Linked DNA regions of Nomascus leucogenys: region 2 is linked to region 1. A link is a contact called in public Hi-C data. All regions are on one chromosome and are shown on one strand. Each heading gives the region's core, a stretch centred on a gene start, on an enhancer-like site or on the middle of the called end of the contact. The rest is flanking DNA. Distances are from core to core; before and after follow the strand shown.

The links. A called contact is a pair of places that touch in the nucleus more often than the background predicts.
Region 2: a Hi-C map of an unstated tissue shows a contact between it and region 1, with 4 times the contacts expected there. The contact joins the promoter of QRICH2 here to the enhancer-like site in region 1. A contact is called at or near these places in 3 of 4 Hi-C or Micro-C datasets (a lymphoblastoid cell line and an unstated tissue).

What each region holds. Positions count from the first base shown.
Region 1 is chr14:90,521,776-90,528,491 of Asia_NLE_v1, forward strand. No RefSeq gene overlaps it. Among named protein-coding and RNA genes, the nearest start is that of EXOC7, 15 kb to the left of the region's middle. Within about 2 kb of position 3,651, the one cell type or tissue checked has an H3K27ac peak away from gene starts, as active enhancers do. A contact at or near this core is called in a lymphoblastoid cell line, where this site is marked.
Region 2 is chr14:90,688,552-90,695,019 of Asia_NLE_v1, forward strand. QRICH2 (glutamine-rich protein 2) reads right to left here and starts at 3,441. Exons shown (of 17, transcript XM_012495735.2): 1 at 1,814-3,441; 2 at 582-1,811. The coding sequence starts at 3,224.

The DNA of each region.
Region 1 (6,716 bases), core at 2,401-4,900:
TTTTGTATTTTTAGTAAAGACAGGGTTTCACCACGTTGGCCAGGATGGTCTTGATCTCTTGACCTGGTGATTCGCCCACCTTGGTCTCCCAAAGTGTTGGGATTACAGATGTAAGCCACCGCGCCCTGCCTGGGATAAGCTTTTCTAAGCAAGACACAAAAACAAAAAGCTATAAAACAGAAAGTCCGAATGGCCGGGCGCGGTGGCTCACACCTGTAATCCCAGCACTTTGAGAGGCCAAGGTGCGTGGATCACTTGAGGTGAGGAGTTTGAGACCAGCCTGGCCAACAGGGTGAAACCCCGTCTCTACTAAAAATACAAAAATTAGCTGGGCGTGGTGCCGCACGCCTGTAATCCCAACTACTCAGGAGGCTGAGGCAGGAGAATCGTTTGAACCGAGATCATTCCACTGCACTCCAACTGGGAAGACAGAGTGAGATTCTGAGAAAAAAAAAAAGCTTAGCTTGGGATAAATAAAACACCTGTGTTCTTTCCTCGTACTTTTTTTTTTTAAGTTTATATTACTGAGCCATCTGAGTTTTTTCACAGTCTGGATACCATTTCTTCCATGTAGATATCTGGATCTATTTCTTGGGTGTATTCTGTTCCACTGAAGTGTTTTTGCTTATTTCAACAACAGTACCAAACCAGTTAAAGCAAAAAAGCTTTTTAACTTAATTATTCATTTAATATTTGGTGGGGGATATATCTTTCATGGTTTTTTATTTTCCCCCCTCCCAAAAAAAAAACTTCCTGGATAGTCTACTTTTGTTCTTTTTTTTCAGGTGAACTTTTTTTTTTTTTTTGAGACGGAGTCTCGCTCTGTCGCCCAGGCTGGAGTGCAGTGGCAGGATCTCGGCTCACTGCAAGCTCCGCCTCCTGGGTTCATGCCATTCTCCTGCCTCAGCCTTTCCAAGTAGCTGGGACTACAGGCGCCCACCACCACGCCCGGCTAATTTTTTTTTGTATTTTTAGTAGAGACGGGATTTCACCGTGGTCTCGATCTCCTGACCTCGTGATCCGCCCGCCTCGGCCTCCCAAAGTGCTGGGATTACAAGCCTGAGCCACCGCACCCGGCCTGCTCAGGTGAACTTTAAATTCATTTTCACAACTACAAATTGAATGTCGCCTCAGCAAACTGGTTTGAATTCAGGTCCTTATAGGGTCTGGGGCATCACTGAGGAATCACGCCTGCTTGAGGGGTGGAGGCAAAGTGTGAGCAAGGTGAGGGGGTGCTGGAAGCCAGAAGCTTCCTGCGGAGCCTGCGAGGTGCCCAGCAGAGCAGGGTCCACTGCCCGGAAGGATCCCTGGACCTCACAGGCAGAGCTGGAGGGAGGAAAGGCTAAGCCAGCAGGAGCCCCGCTGGGGGCAGATCAAAGACAAGCACAGGCAACAGGTCTTCACAGCTGAGTGACACAAACAAGAGGGGTGCTGGGCCAGGGCTGATGGAATCGCCATGCATGACCAGAAGGCTCAGCGGGCCCTCTAAAGGGTGCCTCCCCAGCACCTGGCCTTGGCCCGACCCAGAGGGTGTTCCGGGTACCCAGTAAATCTATGATGAACAAATAAACAAGTGCATGAAGGCTAACTCCAGGAGGAGGAGGAGGGGCGCGGAAGGAGGATCAAAGGGATGGCGTACAGGTCCCAGGGAAGACAAAGTGAAGGAGGTCGGTGTGCAGCACTTTTTTTTTTTTTTTGAGACAGAGTCTCACTCTGTCGCCCAGGCTGGAGTGCAGTGGCACGATCTCGGCTCACTGCAACCTCCGCCTGCTGGGTTCAAGCAATTCTCCTGTCTCAGCCTCCCGAGAAGCTGGGACTACAGGCACCCGCCACCACGCCCGACTAATTTTTTTGTGTTTTTAGTGGAGACAGGGTTTCACTATATTGGTCAGGCTGGTCTCAAACTCCTGACCTCAGATGATCTACCTGCCTTGGCCTCCCAAAGCGCCAGAATTACAAGCGTGAGCCACCATGCCCAGCCAAGGGTGCAGCTTTTGAGGCAACTGAGAACCTCTTTGACCTGAGAATCACAGCAACATACTCGTGGGCAACAGAAACACCTAGGCCAAGAGATGCATTGGGAGGAATCTGTATCCCTTCCTGCTTCTCTTTTGGCCAGAGACCTGCACACCCTGCCCCGCCCCCACACCTCCCATCCCAATTTCTCATCTTGCCTAAGGCAAGTCCCAGGAGAGGGCTGTGGGGCAGGAAGGAGTTGGGCCCTGAGATAGGTACTGCTGACACATGTTCCCATGGGAGAATGTTGCACGTGGCAGCTGATTTCTGTCCAAATCACAGCTGAATGGCAGAGTAGAGGAAAAAGAACCCAGGTGTGAGGCCAGACAGGCCTGTCTGATCCCAGCCCTGCCCCGATTAGCCCTGTGACTTCTGAATAACACGCCACAAAGGCCCCTTGGATTTGAGGTAAATTAAGTGACATGGCGCATATAAAGGGCCTGGTACCTAGTAGGTGCTCAAGAAATGTTAGCCGGTGCCCACTCCAGTTCTTCCCTGGCCTTTCCAGCTGTAGTTGGAGTATGTTAGGAACAAAATCGGCTTCTGCAGCTAATGATCACTGCTTAGAAATGTGTTCTGAGTTCTGATCAATTTATCCAGAACCCGTGGAACCCCTCACCTCCTCTTATCTGCCCCCAAACAGTCCTGAGTCATTGACAGCATCTGGAGCCTCCTGGCCCCTGGACTCACCCAGTGAGGCCATTCGTGAAGATCAAAGAAACGAAATCACCAGGCAGTGATACCAGGGCTGGACAGTCACCTTCTGGCACCTTCTAGACATCTCTCTGCACCTCGGTCTTTCCTTCTGCAAGGACAACAATATTACAGCCCCCCAACCCTCCCCAGGCACTCACTACAGGAGATTAGCATTACAAAGGCTCAGAACGGTGCCAGGAACATGGTGGCCCCAGGAGGGATTCTGCTGGTTCTGCAAACCCCACCGCAGGAAGACTTCCTGGCTTGTAAAATGAAGGAAAAGCAACCCATCAGGCGCTTGCCACTCACTGCCTGGCTGTCCTAGGCCATGGCCCCTTATCTGCGCGACACACACACACACACGCACACACACACACACACACACGCACACACACACACACACACACACACCTCTCCCCCTCTCCCTCACCCCTCCTGTCTCGGCAGGGGAGGAGCTGGGAGGGCCTGTCCCCTGTCCCCCTGGCCCAGCCTTAGCCCCTATTACCGGAGGCCTCCGCTTTCTAGAACCCCGGGAGGGGCTTCGTGGACGTGGCTGTGCCGCAGTGGGGCGCCCTCCTTCCGCCGTGCTCGAGGGTTGAACTCCGAGCGCTCCGGGAGGGCTTAAGCAGGCGGGGAGGTGAGGCGAGCCCGGGCCGGGCCGCAAGGGGGCGCCTCACACCACCCTTGGCGTCCACCGCGCTCGGGCAGCTGGAACCTCCGAGAAGGTCCAGGGTGCAGGGGAAGGGAGAGGCCCAGGGGCATGGGTGGGGACAGAACGGGGGCAGGAGGGGGCGCTGAAGAGGGAGGGAACGTGGAGATAGAAGGGAGGCAAACAACAAGGGGGCATCGAGAAGGCCCCAGGAACCCGACCTGGGGGTTAGGCAGGAAACCAGGGGTCGGGGCAGCCTGCTGGGGGCGTCTCGCGCTCCCCACCCCCCATTCCTCTGAACCACTCCGGAAGGGGGGTTCGGCTGGCAAGCCGCGGTGGCGTCAGCCGCTGGCACCCGCTTCTGCCCGGCCCGTGGCTCCAGGCAACCGGAGACGCTGCGGGGGCTGCGCTGGGCAGCGGGTGCGGGTGCGGGGCGCCCCCATCGCGGGCCCAGGCGCTCCCCCAGCAGGCCCAGGAGCCCCCCACGGGCCCAGGCGCGCCCCTGAGGCCTGGCTTCCCGGGGCCGCGTGCCCGGAACGTGACTCAGCGCTTTCTCCGTGCGGGGCTGCGGTGGGGAGCGGGACGGAGGCGGGTGGCGCTGTCCTCAGGAAGGGCCCGCACAGGCCCCCGCCAGGCGGGATCTTTTCCGGGTCGGGCAGTTTCGTTCATTTGTTCACGAACTCAGCGAGGCAGAGATGGTGCTCTTGGAAACATTTGGAAATTTGGGGTGCGCTGCAGGCCTGGGTCATCCAGGCCACAGGAGAGGCACAGGGCTGCGGCCTGGGTTGGGGGAACAGCCACAGCTATGGGGCGTTTCAGGGAGGCCGAGGCACAGGCGTATGGACTGGATTTTGAAGGATGGGAGAAGGGGGCCTCAGGACAGGGACCCGCCTTATGGAAGGAAAGCCGGGAAGCAGGGAGTGGGCCGGGGGTGTCGGAGAGGACAGCTGAGTGTGGCGGGAGTGGAGGCAGAGCGGCTCTGGGGCCCCAGCGTCAGCTGAGGTTGCACTGTGTTTGGAGAGGAGCCTCGGAGGGGTGGGCTGCCTGGCAGGAGTGGCCCGGGGGCCGCAAATGAGGAGGGTGCAGTGCCTTGGGCAGTAAATTAGAAGACACAGGCTGCTGGCTGGGGGCGGGAGGGCACAGGGAAGCCCTGCCCGGGAGCAGGCCGACAGCCAGGTTTCCACCGTTCCCCCCCAACCCAAACTGAGGGCTGATGGATCCTGCCCCTGCGGTGGGAAACCAGGAGGCCTCATTCCCTGACTGGATAGCTGCCCTGAGGCAGGGGATTGAGTGAGATGACCCTGAAGGGAGTCCCCAGTGTGCTCTTGCTCTGTGGGGTTGCCTGTCATTCACACTCACAGAAGGGTCCTCCTGTCTGCCTGAAATGAATGAATGAATGAATGAGCAGAGATATCTCAGCGTGTATTACCTGGCGGGACACCACACACACACTTCCTTCTTCAATAAGGACTTTTTAATGAGGCCAGGGAGGAGGCTGGCTTGGAGGTTGAGGCCTGGGCCCCTGAGGGCAGAGGGACAGGTGGGACAGGCCTGAGTTGCCTTTCTCTCTCCTCCCTTGTCCCCTTCCCTTCACCTTTCTTTATTTTATTTTTTTTAAGACGGAGCCTTGCTCTGTGGCCTAGGCTGGAGTGCAGTGGCGCCATCTCCGCTCACTGCAAGCTCCGCCTCCCGGGTTCACATCATTCTCCTGCCTCAGCCTCCCGAGTAGCTGGGATTACAGGTGCCCGCCACCACGCCTGGCTAATTTTTTGTATTTTTAGTAGAGACGGGGTTTCACTGTGTTAGCCAGGATGGTCTCGATTTCCTGACCTCGTGATCTGCCCGCCTTGGCCTCCCAAAGTGCTAGGATTACAGGCGTGAGCCACCGCGCCCGGCCCTCTTTCTCTCTCTCTCTTCTCTTTCTTTCCCTCCCTCCCTCCCTCCTTCCTTCCTTCTTTTTCTTTTTTGGAGTTTCACTCTTGTAGCCCAGGCTGGAGTGCATTGGCGCAATCTCAGCTCACTGATACTCCACCTCTTGGGTTCAAGGGATTCTTCTGCCTCAGCCTCCCAAGTAGCTGTGACTACAGGTATGCACCACCACGCGTGGCTAATTTTTTTATTTTTAGTAGAGACGGTGTTTCACTGTGTTGGCCAGGCTGATGTCGAGCTCCTGACCTCAGGGGATCACCCCACCCCCCGGCCTCAGCCTCCCAAAGTGCTGGGATTACAGACATGAGCCACCACGCCCAGCCTCCTGAGCTGCCTTTCTGATAGTTCCCCACTATCTGCCCAGCTGGAAACTCTGGCTTTTGGATCTGGCGCTGCCAGTAAGTCATTGTGAGAATTGGGGCGCATCCTGCCACCCCCTATCCATGCCACCGTGCTCTGCTGAGCACCCAGCGTGTGCCACACCTGACTCCGGCCAGGTGCCACAGAGAACTGCACACTGCCTCTGCCCTCCCGGAGCTCCCAGTCCAGCAGGGGAGACACAGATGCTGCTGTGGTGAGTGGAGAGGTGGCAGATGTCCACATAGGTCCCCCAGCCGGCAGTGCCCACGAGAAGCCAGCCTCACCTGTGCCACCGTCCTCAGAGCTGTGTCCTCTCTGTGCCTCATTTTCTTCAGCTATAGGTGACACTAGAAGGCTCCTGAGGCCTCCTTCAGAGGACAGGTGCTTGCTGCTGTCATTGAGGGCTACTCCAGCTGCTGCTGCCTCCCACAAAAGGGCAAACAGACAAACCCCACCTCCCACCTGCACCCCTCAAGGAATCTGGGCCTGCAGCTCCCCAGGACCAGACTTGGAGCTGGGGTCTGCCAGAGGCCCGGCCACCTGACGTGGTGTCTCCTAGAGCTCAGGGCCCAGCCCAGGTGGTTCCCCCCACAAAGTTGAACCCCAGCCAGCAGCCAGGAGCCCCACAGTAGGTAGTCTGTGCTGGCAGCAGGCTAGGGGCACGGGTACTGGGCAGGCAGGAACAGAGGCCTCCCCACACTTGTCCTCTGCCCTGGAGGCATTCACCAGGCTGCAGGGATGAAGCAGGGAAAGGGATTGTGATGGAGGTCATCCCCCAAACTGAATTCTAGACCCACCGGCTAAAAGGGTTCAGGTCAAGGGTGGACCATTGGATATGGGCTTTCTGGAACTCTGACCAGCTAGGGACACAGTGAGTGTCTAGGGATCCCCAGCCCCGACTCTGCTCCAGCCAGGCCCACTCTTCTGTGAGAGGTGGCATTGCCAGAGCTGACATTGGTTCAGGTACCAGCCTGGGGACCCCAATGTGTGTTACCAACTGCCTGCTCAAACAGAAGGGCTAAAAAGGCTGGCACAAGTTCTGCTAGGATGGCGATGCAGGGAAGAC
Region 2 (6,468 bases), core at 2,191-4,690, 170 kb after region 1:
GGAGTGCAGTGATGCCATCACGGCTCACTGCAACCTCTGCCTCCCTGGCTCAAACAATCTTCCCACCTCAGCTTCTCGAGTAGCTGGGACTACAGGTGTGTGCCACCACGCCTGGCTAATTTTTTTTTTTTTTTTTTTTTTTGTAGAGATAGGGTTTTGCCATGTTGCCCAGGCTGGTCTCAAACTCAGCCTCAAGCTATCCACCTGGCTCTGATTCCCAAGATGCTGGGATTACAGGTGTGAGCCATTGCTCCCAGTCAAAATGTTAAGTTTAATTCTTCAACATTCTCTCCCGCCCACCTCCCAATGCTACTGCTTTCTATAACCAGACATTTTCCCCAGCTGCTGTGCAGAGCCTGACAAAGCCACAAGAACCTGCTCCACTCCTCTCCTGGGGCTTAGTTCTCTCCTTTGCCCACCATTTTTTTGGACTCTGAAGGCTGTGGGACATGCTCTGAATGACATGCTGTTTTCAGGGACTCAGGGAGACGTGTAGCAGCCAGGAGTTGAGGCCAGGGGAAGAAAAGGATGAAACCAACTGAAAACAGAGACAGTGGTTTCTATCGGCAAACGGCACCCACCCATCTGTGCCAGCAGGAACTGGATCTTCTCCAAGTCGGTTTGGCCGGCCTCCTCCTCATCCAGATCCTTCATACTCTCCTTTAGCCCCACATAGAGGCTACTGAGCTCTCCCATCAGACGAAATGTCTCCACTGCCGTGGGGAAACTAGAACTCATTTTATACAGTGAATCACGTCGCTGACTCGAGACTTCGCTCCCTTCTGATGGGACTCGGTCGACCGAGTCTGGACTCCTGAAAAGGGTAACATCTTGGCCTGAGGCCTTCTGGGCAGGAATTCCACGTCGGTCCAAGGCTTGTGTTCTGTGTGGATCCAAACCTTCCTGGCCATGCTGATCAGCACTTAGGTACCCTGGGCCACCATAACCAGGATACATTGAATCACGACTGTCAGAGAGAGAGAAAGCACAGCCACGCTGAGCTGCATCTGGGTACACCTGGTCGTGCTCACCTGGGCCCGGTGATGCCAAACGCTGTTGATCTGGGTGTGTAGATCCCAAACCCGTACTCGGTGGTATTGGACCATGCTGGTCTGTGCCAGGATGCATCAAGCCTTGCTGATAAGTTTCTGGTGGTATCAAACTCCTTTGGTCTATACCAGGTGATGCCAAACCTTGACTGGCTAGGAGTGGTGACACCTGGCCATGTTGTTCTCTGCCAGGAGGTACCATACCATGTTGATATGGACGTACTGGTATAAAACCTGTAGAATCTGCCTGGAATGTTGAAGAGCCACGAAGCTTTGTACCTGGTGCTATCAAGCCTGGCTGATAGGCACCAGGTTGTCTCAAACCATATCGATCCATTCCAGGCTGCACCGAACCACGTGGATATGTCCCAGGTTGAGACAAATCATGCAAATATGCACCAGGTTGTACCAAGCCACGTGGATCTGCCTGAGGTTGCACCAAACCTTGCTGATCTATTCCAGGCTGCACCATACCAAGTTGACCTGCACCAGGCTGGACCAAACCAGGCTGATCTGCACCAGGTTGCACCAAACCACGCTGATCTGTACCAGGTTGTACCAAACCACGCTGAACTGCACCAGGTTGAACCAAACCATGCTGATCCTCTCCACGTTGGACCAAACCATGCTGATCTGCACCAGGTTGGACCAAACCACGCTGATCTGCACCAGGTTGGACCAAACCACGCTGATCTGCACCAGGTTGGACCAAACCACGCTGATCTGCACCAGGTTGGACCAAACCACGCTGATCTGCACCAGTTGGACCAAACCACGCTGATCTGCACCAGTTGGACCACCACCACCACGTTGGACCAAACCACGCTGATCTGCACCAGGTTGGACCAAACCACGCTGATCTGCACCAGGTTGGACCAAACCACGCTGATCTGCACCAGGTTGGACCAAACCACGCTGATCTGCACCACGTTGGACCAAACCACGCTGAACTGTACCAGGTTGAACCAAACCATGCTGATCCTCTCCACGTTGGACCAAACCACGCTGAACTTCACCAGGTTGGACCAAACCACGCTGATCTGCACCAGGTTGGACCAAACCACGCTGATCTGCACCAGGTTGGACCAAACCACGCTGATCTGCACCAGGTTGGACCAAGCCAGGCTGATCTGCACCAGGCTGCACCAAAGCATGCTGAAATCTGCCAGACTGGATCAAATCATGCTGCTCTGTGCCAGGTTGTATGAAGCCAGTTGCTTCCAAACTGGGCTGCACAAAACCTTTCTGATCTGCACTAATTGGCATCAAACCAGGTGATACCAAACCATGCTGGTCTGTAAAAGGTAGAACCAGCCCATGTTGATCTATGACAGGCAATGTCAGTCCTTGCTGGTCCATACTAGGGGGTACCAGTCCTTGCCGACCCATGCCTGATATTACAAATCCACGCTGATCCATGCCAAGTGGTTCCATACTGCGTTGGTCTGTGCCGGGAAGTGTCATACCATGCCGATATGCACTGACTGAAACCAGACCATGTTGGTCCGTACCAGGTAGTTCCAATCCTTGCTGGTCTCTGCCAGGTACCGATGGTGGCAACATACGTTGCTCATCCATGGCAAATGGTACCAATTCCCGATCATCCATCTCAGGTGGTGGCACACCAAGCTGACCCATGCTGAGGGGTACCACACCATGTGGGAAAGTGCTAGCAGGCACTAATCCAGGCTGATTCATGCCAGTTGGTTCTAACCCACGACGATCTGGCCTTAGATGGACCTGACTCTGGCTAGCGGGCACCCTACTGGGCTGGTCTCTGGCCAAGGTTAAGTCCTGTTGAACTGGACCAGGACATGCATCTCGTTCATCTCTTCTTGGATATGTCGAGGTAAGCTTCTCTCTACTCCTGTGACGATCTGAGTCTGATTTGAATTGGAATATAGAAGACTGATGGAGTCGTGGCATGCCAGCTTCATCACGGGCCCTCGGCTGCTGCTGTCTACCAGTACCAGAGGGGACCTTGCTTTGTTCCCTACTGGTAACCCCATCAGAGGGGTGTGCTGCGCCACCAGATCCTGATGCAGTCTGATCCGGGCCAAGACCACTGGCAGAATCCAGAGCCTGGTCAATACTTGGTTGCTTGGTAGAGGCTCCGCTTAGAGTCCCTTCAGGTGATGTTAAGGAAGTGAACCCTCTGTGCTTAGAAAATCCCATAAGTGTTTCTGAGCCCTGGTCGGAGAGGAAGAAGGAAATCAATAACAGTCAAAATATTCACTATCAGAGTGGGAAGAAAGGAAATCTGGAAGTTCTGACTAGGATGATTTAGGGCCCCTGGAGAAAAAAGCCCTCTGGTCCTAAAAGCTAAGCTTGACATAAAGAAACACACTGACGGTGTGGCTTTGAGGCCAAGGTGGGCAGATTACTTGAGATCAGGAGTTCGAGACCAGCCTGACCAATATGGTGAAACCCCATTTCTACTAAAAATACAAAATTAGCCAGGCGTGGTGGCATGCGTCTGTAATCTCAGCTACTCGGGAACCTGAGGCAGGAGAATTGCTTGAACCTGGGAGATGGAGGCTGCTGTGAGATCATGCCATTGCGCTCCAGCCTGGGCGACAAGAGTGAAACTCCATCTCAAAAAAAAAAAAAAGAAAAGAAAAAGAAACACACTGATGTTCTGGGAGGCTAGGTCTCCATATTTTTGAGAATCTGCATATTTGAAAATGGCATGTACAAAAATATGTAATTTTTGTGGCCAGGTGCGGTGACTCACGCTTATAGTCCCAGCACTTTGGGAGGCCAAGGCGGGTGGATCATTTGAGGTCAGGACTTTGAGACCAGCCTGGCCAACATGGCAAAACCCCATCTCTACTGAAAATACAAAAATTAGCCGGGTGTGATAGTGCATGCCTGTAATCCCAGCTACTCAGGAGACTGAGGCAGGAGAATCCCTTGAACCCGGGAGGTGGAGGTTGCAGTGAGCCGAGATCGCGCCATTGCACTCCAGCCTGGGCAACAGAGTGAGACGCCTTCTCGAAAAAAAATATATATATATGTAATTTTTCTTCATAAAAGATGGGGAAAACTGCAAAATACAAGTGATCTCTCTGGACTTTTGCTTAGCCTTTAAATAAAGGACATAAGTAATTAATTAAGTTTAAAATATAAAGTCTGGGTCTGGCACGGTGGCTCACGCCTGTAATCCCAGCACTTTGGGAGGCCGAGGTGGACAGATCACAAGGTCAAGAGATTGAGACCATCCTGGCCAACATGGCGAAACCCCGTCTCTACTAAAAATACAAAAAAAAAAATTAGCTGGGCGTGGTGGCACGTGCTTGTCGTCCTAGCTACTTGGGAGGCCGAGTCACAAGAATCGCCTGAACCCAGGAGGAAGAGGTTGCAGTGAGCTGAGATCGCGCCACTGCACTTCAGCCTGGGTGACAGAGCAAGACTCCGTCTCAAAAAATAAATAAATAAAATAAAATAAAATATAAAGTTTGCTCCATTGTTGACCCATTGCTGCTGATAAAAGTGTATACTGGAAGGTATGTAAACCATATATTTAAAATGTATAGGCTGGGTACAGTGGCTCACGTCTGTCATCCCAGCATTTTGGGAGACCAAAGCAGGTGGATCATTTGAGGTCAGGAGTTCAAGACCAGCTTGGCCAACATGGTGAAACCTGGCCTCTACAAAAAATACAAAAATATTAGCCAGGCGTGGTACTGCACACCTGTAATCCCAGCTACTCAGGAGAATCACTTGAACCTAAAAGGCAGAGGATGCAGTGAGCTGAGATCACGCCACTGCACTCCAGCCTGTGCAACACAGCGAGACACCATCTCAAAAATAAATAAATAAATAAAATGTAAACATGCAAACCCATGGACCCAGAAACTCCATAGACAGGAATTTTCTCTATGAATTCTCGCCAAAGGATGCCAAGCTGTACATACAATGATGGGGTCTGCAGCACCGTTGATAAGGTAGATCATCAATAAGAGACTGAGATATTTCTGGTCACCAATACAGTAGATGCTATGAAACCATGAAAAAGAAGAATGAACCACTGCCATTTCCAGCCAAGATGAAGTAACACAGGGGCTGGATTTACCCTCCTGTCTGTCACAAGAAAAAACAAAACCGAGGCTGGGCGCAGTGGCTCACGCCTGTAATCCCAGCACTTTGGGAGGCCGATGTGGGTGGATCACGAGGTCAGGAGTTCAAGACCAGCCTGATCAACATGGTGAAACCCTGTCTTTACTAAAAATACAAAAACTAGCTGGGTGTGGTGGCGCATGCCTATAATCCCAGCTACTTAGGAGGCTGAGGCAGGAGAATTGCTTGAACCCAGGAGGCAGAGGTTGCAGTGAGCCGAGATAGCACCATTGCACTCCAGCCTGGGAGACAGAGTGAGACTCCATCTCAAAAAAAAAAAAAAAAAACCAACAACACCTATGAAACGGTGGTTTCCTAGACACTGGATATCAAGTTATGGAGGACAGTTATCCCCAAGCAGTGGAGAAAGGAAAACTGGGAACCCTGTATCACCCTGGCTTGCTGCCTTGCTGGAGTTTCCAGACTGCAGTGCAGGGAGAGGGAATTGAGGTGGAGCCCAGCAGACTCTCTGAGATGAGGAGACAGAAGTGAGCATTCAGGGAGATTCAGCAACTGAAGGTCACAGGATAGAGTATCAGAAAGAAGGGAGTTATCCAGGTGTGGTGGCTCATGCCTGTAATCCCAGAACTTTCAGCGGGTAGATTACCTGAGGTTGGCAGTTTGAGACCAGCCTGGCCAACAAGGCGAAACCCCATCTCTACTAAAAATACAAAAATTAGCCAGGCACGGTGGCACACGCTTGTAGTCACAGCTACTTGGGAGGCTGAGGCAGGAGAATCACTTGAACCCAGGAGGCAGAGGTTGCGGTGAGCTGAGATCGCGCCACTGCACTCCAGCATGAGTGACAGTGTGGCTCTGTCTCAAAAAAAAAAAAAAAAATTAACCAGAAAGGGAGGTAACAGAAAGCCCACTCCAGAGGTCTGTGGAGGATCCCCTCTGAGTGATCAGCACACATTTGATGAGTACATGCCTGTGGGGAGACGTCCCAAGACTGGGGAAAGAACCACCTGCAGGGCTTGAAGAAGCAGTGCCCTGCCTGCCATGGGGCTGGACATGGTGCTTGTTCTTATCAACTAGTTTCGAAAAACTCATCATTCAAGTAGCACAGAGCAGAGTGTACTCAGAAAAGTATTGCCTCAGAAGTGGAGAATAATCAGCCCTAGACTGAACACACCTAAGGACCCACCTAACAAATCATAAAATCATAAAAGCAAGGCCTGAAGCAATCAAACTGTTTTTAAGTAGCTGTGTCCTGGGGGAAAAAGGCTCAAGAAAATGTATAAGAATACAAAAATATGGCCGGGTGCGATGGCCCACACCTGTAATCCCAACACTTTGG